2 separate regions of the Mus musculus genome follow, and region 2 is linked to region 1. A link is a contact called in public Hi-C data. All regions are on one chromosome and are shown on one strand. The core of a region is the stretch at or near the end of the contact, and the rest is flanking DNA. Distances in the headings are between cores, read along the strand shown. Region 1 has its middle 130 kb from the start of Psd3. Region 2 has its middle 78 kb from the start of Sh2d4a.

Region 1 (4,789 bases), core at 580-3,079:
TGGACGATACCCAGGAGTGATAATATTTAGGTTTTTGAATTTTATAAACATGTGGTTAGAGTCTAAGGGCTTTTGGGGCTCTTTCTATGAGAAACATTTTTAATGCCATTATTCTTGTTGCAATGATGTCTTGCATATTTATAAGGAGCTTTGGGGTGAGAGGATGGTTCTGGAGTTTCTCACAAATCTCAGAGCCTAAGCTAGATTAACAGGTATGGAGGCTTCAAGGGCTATAATGATGATATGATGGTGATGATGATGGTGATGGTGATGATGACGATGACAACGAGACAATATGATGAAAAGAACAGCCATAATGTCTCCTCTGCATTATTTTTCAAAGCCATAGCATAATACAGTTTCTTCACAGCATTGATAAAAATATAATCACATTGTAAAAGTAAAGATAACTCCTTTATCTTACAATTGAAGCAATGAACTCATTTTACAAATACTAATTTTCAGTCTCTGTGCTAGACAATAGGATTATGGATGGTAATAATTTTTAAAAAGACATATCCTTGAGATATTTATAATCTAGCTGAGAAGTCAGTAATTTAAATAATTAGAAGAATAATGAGTGTCACAAATAAAGTAGACAGTTATGTAAGTGAGCATTGTAGGCACCAGGTCTGGTGAACTGTGAAGAGCAGCTATCCAGTTGAGTAATAGAAGCTAGTGTTTACTGAGCATTTATTATAAGCAGTCATAATATGTACATTACTTTTATCAAAAACCCCGTTAGGAGAGCCTGTAGTTTTTTTTTTCATAGATAAGAGAAATCAAGATCAAAGAGGTGAAATATAGTAAGCTAGAGGCTCATAGCTATTTGAAGTGGTAACTGACCCACCTTAAGCAATAGCACACCAGGCGCTCTGCTACTGTAGGACACAAAGAGAAGTGGGTGAGATTGGAGTCTATGTCATCCTCTGTGGGACTCAGGGGACCATGGTTAAGTGACACATTCAATGACTGTGTGAGCTGGGAAGGGGGGTGTTCCTTAGTGCCTTCTGTTGCTTTGGCACTCACAGCACCTCCACAACAAGAACATGCAACTGTCTTCCTTACAATTGAGGGAGCTAAATCCTCCATATACAGCCAGGGTTCTAAAGGTTTGATGAATTTTTCTTAAAGAATAATTGATTCATGGATCAGGGACATCCCATCGGAAACATTTAGGAAGGTACTTAGCCTGCAGAAAAATGGTGAGCACAGAAGACAAATGGAAGCCACCTGTGCCCAAGTCACTTTCCTTACAAGGTTTCTACAGGCTGTATTTCTTCCCTATGCTGGCTTGGGTAGATTGGAATCCTTCCTGTGCTGGCTCCGTAAGGATCATGTGTAAGCATCTTGAAATGATAGACATTTTATCCATCTTTGTATCCCGTCTACTAAACACAATGAAAGGAACAGTAAAGAGGGTTTCATTATGACTGTAAACCAGTCAGCCAAGACCCCCTTGAATTTCTCCATTAAGGAGCCCTGCAAGTCTGTATAATGGGTTGGATCTTTCTTTCTTTTTTGATCTCTGGTACCAAAGATTGGATGCACAAACAACTGAGTCAGTATGAACAAACCTGGATGAATGGAGCAAATAAGGAACCAAGAAAAGCACAGGACACAGGGAAGGGCCAATTAGAGTTGTCTGTTCCCTGTGGAAGACTCTGAGGAGGGCCAGTTAGATAGGTGGACAAGCCAATATAGTTGAATATGGTCACTTTCACACAGGAGGGGAGGGGAATTTGAGTAGAAACTAAAGCATGATCCTAAGAGAAGATAAACTAAACTAAATGGCACTAAAGGAGAGCATTCTAGATGGTTAGTCATGTGTATAAAATCTGGCGATTTTTTTTCTAATGTGTAAAAATAGTAATACCTGCCTGCCCCTGGTACACTCATAGTATTTGCAATCTGACATAGCTGCCAGTTGAGTCATTTGACTAGTGAGTGTGATTTGTCTTCTTACCAATGATTTAATTATTAACTATACTCATTTTTCTCTTTCCCTAAATAGTCTCCAATTATAAGAATCTTGACCAATTGGATCACTTGATTAATTTAGCTGATTTTGTAAGAGTGTTATTGTGATGCGATTTTTAAGGAGATGCCAACTATGAGCTCACATCTTTTTTTTTAATCCCCATGTTGTTTTAGAGAAAGGGGAGAGGTGAGGATAAATGAGGCATGATCAGATGCCCCCTGTAGAGGCTGGCACCTGGCTGATACCTGAGGATCTTACCAAGGCTAGGAAGGAAACCATGGCTAATGAATGTGCCCCACTGTGTTCGTGTATAAATGAAAGGAGCCAAAGAAAGAACCACTCAGAGTAGGTAGAAGCCAGGAGCCTTCAACAAAAGGGCTGTTGTTGCCTTGCCAAAGGAGTTATCTAGATAACCAGGGACAGGCATCTCCTGAGCCTCTTCCACCCTTAAACCTGATGCCCTTGAGAGACTGGTGACTTCCATGTGTCATCTTTCATTTCCTGCTTTCTTTCCTCATTCAGCTAACTTTATACCTGAAAAATCTTCTACAGAAGAATTCAATCCCCCCTTTGGACAACAGGAATAGTAGCACATGAAGTATTGATCAGCTTTGTTGTGGAAGCATGTCACACTACCAAGATCTATCAATACATTAGTGTCAACCTACATAGGAAACTGGATGGTTACAGATGTAAGAAAATAGTAGCCTTATGGATAGAACTGTGGATAGCCACCTATTGATATATGGTTGGTACTGAAAGCAAAACATCTCTACTCATATCCCTAGAGCTACTTCTGAAATTTTAAGTTGGTTCACAGTATTTTTTAAACTTTTCTTTCAGTTCCCTGAAAGCACATACTCGTTAAATTCCAGAACTCCCAAAAGGTACTCTTTAACTCCTTAAGCTGATGTTATTCACAAGTAAGAAAGAAGGAAGGGAAGAAGAAAGGAAGGAAGGAAGGAAGGAAGGAAGGAAGGAAGGAAGGAAGGAAGGAAGGAAGGAAGGAAGGAAGGAAAGGAAGGAAGGAAGGAAGGAAGGAGGAAGAAAAGGAAGGAAGAAGAGAAGAGGAAGAAAGCAATTCTCAATAAATATCTTTCAAATAAGCCTTCAGCTATCCTAAATTTGGTGTCATTTGGGAAATTGTCTGGCAGTAAATGCTGGCCTTGGGTTACATACGCTCATCTCAAACTCAGATCTGAAGGCAGAATGAGAAGGTCTGTGTATCCGTTGGCTCTCAAGTCCTGTCCCATACCTAAGATGCATCCCTGGGCATGGAGCAAAGCCAGGAGTTCCAATGGCTACAGGGGCAAAAGTCAATCAGGTATGAGGCAACAAGGATGGCTAATAAGTGCCAGCAGCACTCTGGCAGGCTGGAGAAAAATGGTCCAAGACAAGGAATAGTACACAATGTTGTTTTTTCCCTTTTCTTTCCTCACCTTCCACATCTATTTCCTGTTGTAAGAAATATTAAAAATCCTGGCCTGCAGGGTTTCTACCCACCTTAGGCCATTTATCTCCCTGGATGAAAGACTCTCACTGCCTTTATATTTTTAAATATGCCTTAGGCAGCACAATAGCTGGGCAGCTGCCTACCCTCCATGCTGTTAGAATCTACCTTTCTATCGATAACTACAAGCATCAATCACTATTTACTATGTTTCATCTGGGCTGCTCTCAACTCCAACTAGGCAACCCCCAACCCCTGGTCTCCTTCTCCCTCCTGTACATTCTTCTTCTATTTCATGGGGGCTTCCTTCTTCCTTTCCTTCTTACACAAGCCTATGAAACCACAACCCTACCTATGTCTCTTCTGCCCAGCTATTGGCTGTTGGCATCTTTATCCATCAATCAGAATTAACTTGGGGACAGTGTTCCAGGGGCTATGTATAGACTCCAGTTCTTGGGGGCCCACATTTAGTACTGCAATAGACAGTAAAAGACAAAACCTCAGTGTTGTGGGAGCAACTAAAATTTTCAACCCAGTCAGTATTCTAAAAGCAGTATCCTTTGTATTTATTGAATAACTGGTAACAAACTTTACTTTCATCCTATTCTTACCTTCCCTACCTAGTGGGAGAGGAGGAGGAAGCTGATCTTTTCCAGTCTCCTTTGACCCGGGTTTAAATCTTAGACTTTGCTAACACTTGCAAGCATCCACTGTCCTGTTCAGGCTTGTTCTTTTTCCACAAGCAACTGCTACTGCTGTTGGATAGAATTTGTTCCAGAGCTTGGTGTCTGCTTTCCTGGGCCTTCTCTTGCTCTGACCTCTGCTCCCCACCCCATCACTGGGTTGTATTATCAGCAGAAGTACCAATGGAAGTGGTGGTCAGGGACTATCTTTCCACATAGGTAAAGGCAGTCAAAGGAAATAAGAGCCTTGGGTACTACTCTCCCACTGGTCCTAGCTAGGGCACCATCCCTTGGCTGCTTCCTGGCACTGTGGTGCACATTTTATCACAACGAGATGCTAGTTATGCAAAGGGAAGTTCCCCATGTATCATTGGACCACAGTAGTTCAGTTTTCCATGGTTGCTGCAGATTGCATTTGGCATGTCTCCCAAGGGCCTATGTATTAGAGACTCATTTACTGCCTCTGATGCTTACCTTGGTAGGGCAGGGTCTAGAGTAAAGAAGTATCATTGATGCAGTTCCCTTTAAAAAGGTTTAGGAGGCCAGCCTTCACCCCCCTCCTTTGCTCTCCCTTTTCTGTTCCGTCTCCCCCTCTCCCAATTTTCCTCCTCTTCTTCCTCTCCCCCTCTCTTTTTCTCTCTTTCTCTCTTTCTCTCTCACTCTTCCCATTTCCCA
Region 2 (4,789 bases), core at 980-3,479, 95 kb before region 1:
TAGGTATGTTGGATTCTGACAGCTGATTCTTCAGGAGAATACGAGGACTTTAATATGATTTCAGAAATACTCCTTTGGGTACCCCCAGCTAGATTCTATTAAAGTGGACGCTGATTTTCTTTGCCGTCATCTTCAACATCTTTCCCCTCCACACTTTTGACTGAGGCCTATTATACATCCTTTTTGCCCAAATGAAATAGGGACCCTAGAATCAGGCTCAAGAAAACATTTGTAAAAGTTTTGCAAATGATCCTTCCCACTCTTATTTATGAGCACTCACTGACCCAAGGAAAAAGTTTGCATCCGTACTCAAGCATTGACAGAAGGTGATGTAGTTCCGACATCATCCTTTTCTTCTTCAGCTGCTCTATGATGCAGAGGGTCTAGCCTCTGCTGAGTCCTTTGATGGGCTCCTCTCACACTTGCCTTATGATGGACAAAGCATCTCCCCTCCTTTCCAAAGGGCAGGATGAGAGAGGTGGGGAAGCTAAGCTTGGTAAAACATACCGTGCCTTCGTGGGCTTTGGAATTTGGTAGTATGAGGAATCTATTCTTTTTCAGCATTTGAGGAAACACTGAAACAAAACCAGCAACATCCAAATAGTTAAAAGCAAGAAATTACTAAGAGTAAGAAGGAATGACCATCAGATATGATAAAGATATACCACAAATTTTTATAAGAAAAAAATCATCTAAACAATGAGTCCAATATTGAATGTGTGTGAGCATACATGCTCCTGCTGGCATATGGATCTATGTGAGTGTGTGTTGAGGACTGAGGTTGAAAACACTTATTTTCCTTAATCACCCTCTAACTTGTTATTTGAGATCTTTCACTAAACCTGAAACTCACTGATTTGGCAAGATGGCCCTGGCCAGCAAGCCCCAGGATTTTCCTGTCTCTGTCTTCCCTAAGCTAAGATCAAAGGCTACACTCAAGGACAGCTTATTCAGTGACCTCTTCTGACATTCATGTATCAAATAATAGAAGCTAAGGTCACATAAACTTCTTTGAGCCCCAGGTTTTAGATAAATTTTATCGGCTTATTAAGGGTGCTTCATAGAAAAAGGCTAAATTGAAATACTGTTTAATATTAGAGATGAATTTTTAAGTAGTTCATGTAAATCTTTTGCAGATGTACTTAGTTGCAGTAAGAGAACATTATTATTTAAATTAAATGAAAATTTAAGAAAATAAGAAAACTTTTTTTAAAAAAATGGATTGAATTTAATTTTGATTCTTAGAACTTCTATCCAGTTACTTATCTGACATCCCCACTAAAAGCAAGCATCAATCCTGATGAAGGTCTGAGACACTCTTTCTTTCTTTCTTTCTTTCTTTCTTTCTTTCTTTCTTTCTTTCTTTCTTTCTTTCTTTCCTTCTTTCTCTCTCTCTCTCCCTCCCTCCCTCCCTCCCTTCCTTTCCTTCCTTCCTTCCTTCCTTCCTTCCTTCTTTTCTTTTCTTTTCTTTTCTTTTCTTTTCTTTCCTTTCCTTTTCTTTTCTTTCCTTTCCTTTTCTTTTCTTTTTGTGACAGGGTTTCTCTGTGTAGCCCTGGCTGTCCTGGAACTCACTCTGTAGACCAAGTTATCCTCAAACTCAGAAATCCACCTGCCTCTTCCTCCCAAGGGCTGGGATTAAAGACTTGTGCAACCACCGCCCAGCTTGAGATACTATTTCTAATCTTCTACCTAAAATGTGTTTGCTTTTGAAAGCTATCTTAATCTTTCCCTGTCTACCTTTCTTTTTTTTTCTTTTTTTAAAATTTTCTTTTTCTCTCCTTTTTTCTTTTTCTTTTTAAAAAATTATTTGTTATTATCACTGTATCTGTCTTCAGTCATACCAGAAGAGGGCATCAGATCTCATTATGGATGGTTGTGATCCACCATGTCATTGCTGGGATTTGAACTCAGGACCTCCAGAACAGCAGTCAGTGCTCTTAACCCCTGAGCCATCTCACCAGCCCTCCTGTCTGCCTTTCATTTTTCTTTTTGTTTGTTTTTTGGAACAGGGTTTCAGTATGTAGTCCAGGGCTAGCTACACCTAGGGGTGTACAGCTACCCCTATCCCTGTACACCCCACCTCCTCACCCCACTCCACCCCACCCCCGCCAACCATGACTCAGCTATTCAAGTACTGATATTTGTATAGACAAGTGAGTCACTACACCTGGCTCTCTTTCTGTTGCTGTAACCAAATGCCTTTGATTTGAAAATAACTGAATAATGTTCACTTATTTCTTGTTCTGCCAGCAACATGTTGTTGGCATCTGGTGGGGACCTTCTTAGGGCTCCTCTGGTGTCAAGACATGCTGGAGAGCCATGAGCTGAAATGCAGTGAAAGCTGACCTTTAGAGCAAAGACCCTAACATAATCCACAGACCCACATGCACCTCTCACAGGTCCACATTCCAACAGCACTACACTGGTAGGTAAATATTAGAACACTTGAACTTTGGTGGAACACATTAAAATCACAATTATGATATTGCATTCTTACTAAATGTTTCATTTATACTATCTTGATTGTTCTGTAAACCTCTTTCACCAATTAGATAAGTGTTAGCTTCATAACTCTGGCTTTATATCTCAGTGTATCAAAATATACTATAGAGCACCCAGAGTAAAGCACAGATAGATTGTGTTAAGTTAATCAACAGATTGTTAATAATTAGATTAAGTGGGTAGTGAAAGACTTGATAGCAAAAGCAATAAAGTTTCTGGCCAAGGCAAATGTCCTGTCCTTGTAATATGCATGTCTTGGATAATATATAATCCTAAGGAGTATCTTAGTGCCATTAAAACAATAAACATGAATTCTAGTTCATAAAGTAGTAAAAAAAATACCTGGGCAGTTCTACCATGTCCTGTGTAGCACACTAGCTTGGTTGTGCAAGAGCTAATGAATAGTCCACCTATCATGTGTATTTAGAGATGAATGACACGTTGAATTGTGACTGAATTTGTACCCATTCCCTAGTGCCAGCTTTGCCGTTGGAAACATAGTCAATATTTTACCTGTTTGTAGATTGAAACTTTTCTGGCAGCCAACATTTTAAAAGTCTGAGTGTGGTGTAAGGGAAGGTTAACCTCACCAGGTCGTGTCAGGACATGTAAGCTACCTCCTCATTTTAATGAAATTCTAGTTTCTTAGAGCAGACTGTTTGCTGGACTATGTCACATCAGAAGCAGTCAGAAAGCAGCATGTCTAGTTCCTGGTGTCATCCAGAGACTTCTTGGTTTCCTTGAGCACTCCCTTGAGCTTGAGATGACTTTCTTCTTGTTTTGGCAGAAACTAGAGTCTCAAAAGGCCAGCACCAGCGGTCTTCATGGAGGTTTGCAGGCCAAGGGCACATTAAGTGGGGTTATGACAAGGTCTCTCAACAGCTCTGGTGAAGTCTCACATTGAAGGTGATCATTAACTTTCTGAAGGTGGTAGCTATTTTTGTCTCCCGAGAGAGCAATTGATATAACCTATTTTATGTTCAGAGCTAAGGTTCTGATCCACTGTGGTTTCCTTTCAGACATAATTGATGCTGATAAATGTAACTTCTGCATGAGCGTCTCTTGTCTTTTTATTTCAAAGTGCCATTTGGTCAGAGATACAGTGAGTAGAGGGCGTTGTGTAAATCAATGGGGATTCACATTTCTTTTCTAAGCTTAAATCTCTGTGCTCCCTATAGAAAGCCAATTGTCTTCCGTCCTCTTCTCTACTAGTTCCTGGCAGTGTACCTTCCTCGGGCACTCAGAGGGAAGCAGCTGTGGTCTCCATGTGACATGCTCCCTTTGGCTCACTGTATGAACTCTTCTCTAGAGATGGTTGTACTATTTTGGAAGCTGAAATCTTTAGGAGTCACAATAGAAGAAAAGAGTCACAGCAGATGCACCTTAAGGTTTGAGTTGATCCTGCTTCCCAGGCACTGTTGGCTTCCTGGCTTTGGAATTAATGCAATAGGGTACCTCACACTCGTCACCACCTGCTCCTTGTCTTCCCCACCATGCAGCATCTGCTCGGACTTTAAACAAAATAAACCTTCCTTTCCTGAAATTGGCCCTTGCCAGACATTCTGTCTTAAAGGCAACTAATATAGAAGCTATGTTTTCTTTCTGCCTCAGTGTCCCATTTTTCTACCAATACTTATTCATTCTTTGCTCCTCCTTATCTTTGAAACATTTTTTTCCCTAAAGCCAATGTTTTCGTTGGCTTTCTAATATTTTTGATCCTTCTGATTTTCTACCTTGTCTGGCATTAGTTTTGTTAATCTTATACTTTGTGCCTCACCTCCACTCCTTCCAACCTCCCTATGATCATATAAACATGTTATCTTAGTAAAAGAAGAAAGTGACTTTTCATAATAAAGTCCTTATTTATTCTGTGACATTTTTAAAAAATGGGTCAAAACACAGGGACGCCCATTAGGAGGTACAAACCCTGAATAATTCCTATTTCTTGGTTCTTTAAATTACCTTATATTGAACATTGGACTAAACTGAGCTACGTGGTGTCTGTGAACCTCAGTGGCCCAGTTTCTCCCTACAAGTCGGGGGTGACACATTCTGCTCCACTTATGTCATTAGGAAGACATTTTGAGGCATACATTTTGTACTCATTACAAGAAACCTTATAACTTCTACTTTCAGTAACATTAACAAAAGCCCAGGGTAGCACCCTGGGAAAGCTTCTGCATTCTCTAAGGCTTTTCCCCTCACAGATGTCTCCAAGGCTAGCCGGTTCATTTCTCCTATTTCTACCTGCAGACTACAGTCACTCAGCTGCTGCTCAAGTCAGGAT

The links. A called contact is a pair of places that touch in the nucleus more often than the background predicts.
Region 2: a Hi-C map of pancreatic cancer cells shows a contact between it and region 1, with 2.0 times the contacts expected there. The contact joins two enhancer-like sites. A contact is called at or near these places in 1 of 39 promoter capture datasets (the C10 cell line), 1 of 15 datasets of contacts at CTCF or cohesin (the NIH/3T3 cell line), 22 of 484 Hi-C or Micro-C datasets (the 63-12 cell line, the AML12 cell line, the G1E-ER4 cell line and 12 more), 6 of 115 datasets of contacts at active chromatin or transcription factors (DN3 thymocytes, embryonic fibroblasts, embryonic stem cells and 3 more) and 4 of 9 other capture datasets (adipose tissue, bone marrow-derived macrophages, liver and 1 more).

The regions. Positions count from the first base shown.
Region 1 is chr8:68,100,586-68,105,374 of GRCm38.p6, reverse strand. It overlaps a transcript of Psd3 not described here. Among named protein-coding and RNA genes, the nearest start is that of Psd3, 130 kb to the right of the region's middle. Within about 2 kb of position 1,829, at least 18 of the 459 cell types and tissues checked have an H3K27ac peak or open chromatin away from gene starts, as enhancers often do. A contact at or near this core is called in pancreatic cancer cells, where this site is marked.
Region 2 is chr8:68,196,096-68,200,884 of GRCm38.p6, reverse strand. It overlaps a transcript of Psd3 not described here. Among named protein-coding and RNA genes, the nearest start is that of Sh2d4a, 78 kb to the left of the region's middle. Within about 2 kb of position 2,229, at least 23 of the 459 cell types and tissues checked have an H3K27ac peak or open chromatin away from gene starts, as enhancers often do. A contact at or near this core is called in pancreatic cancer cells, where this site is marked.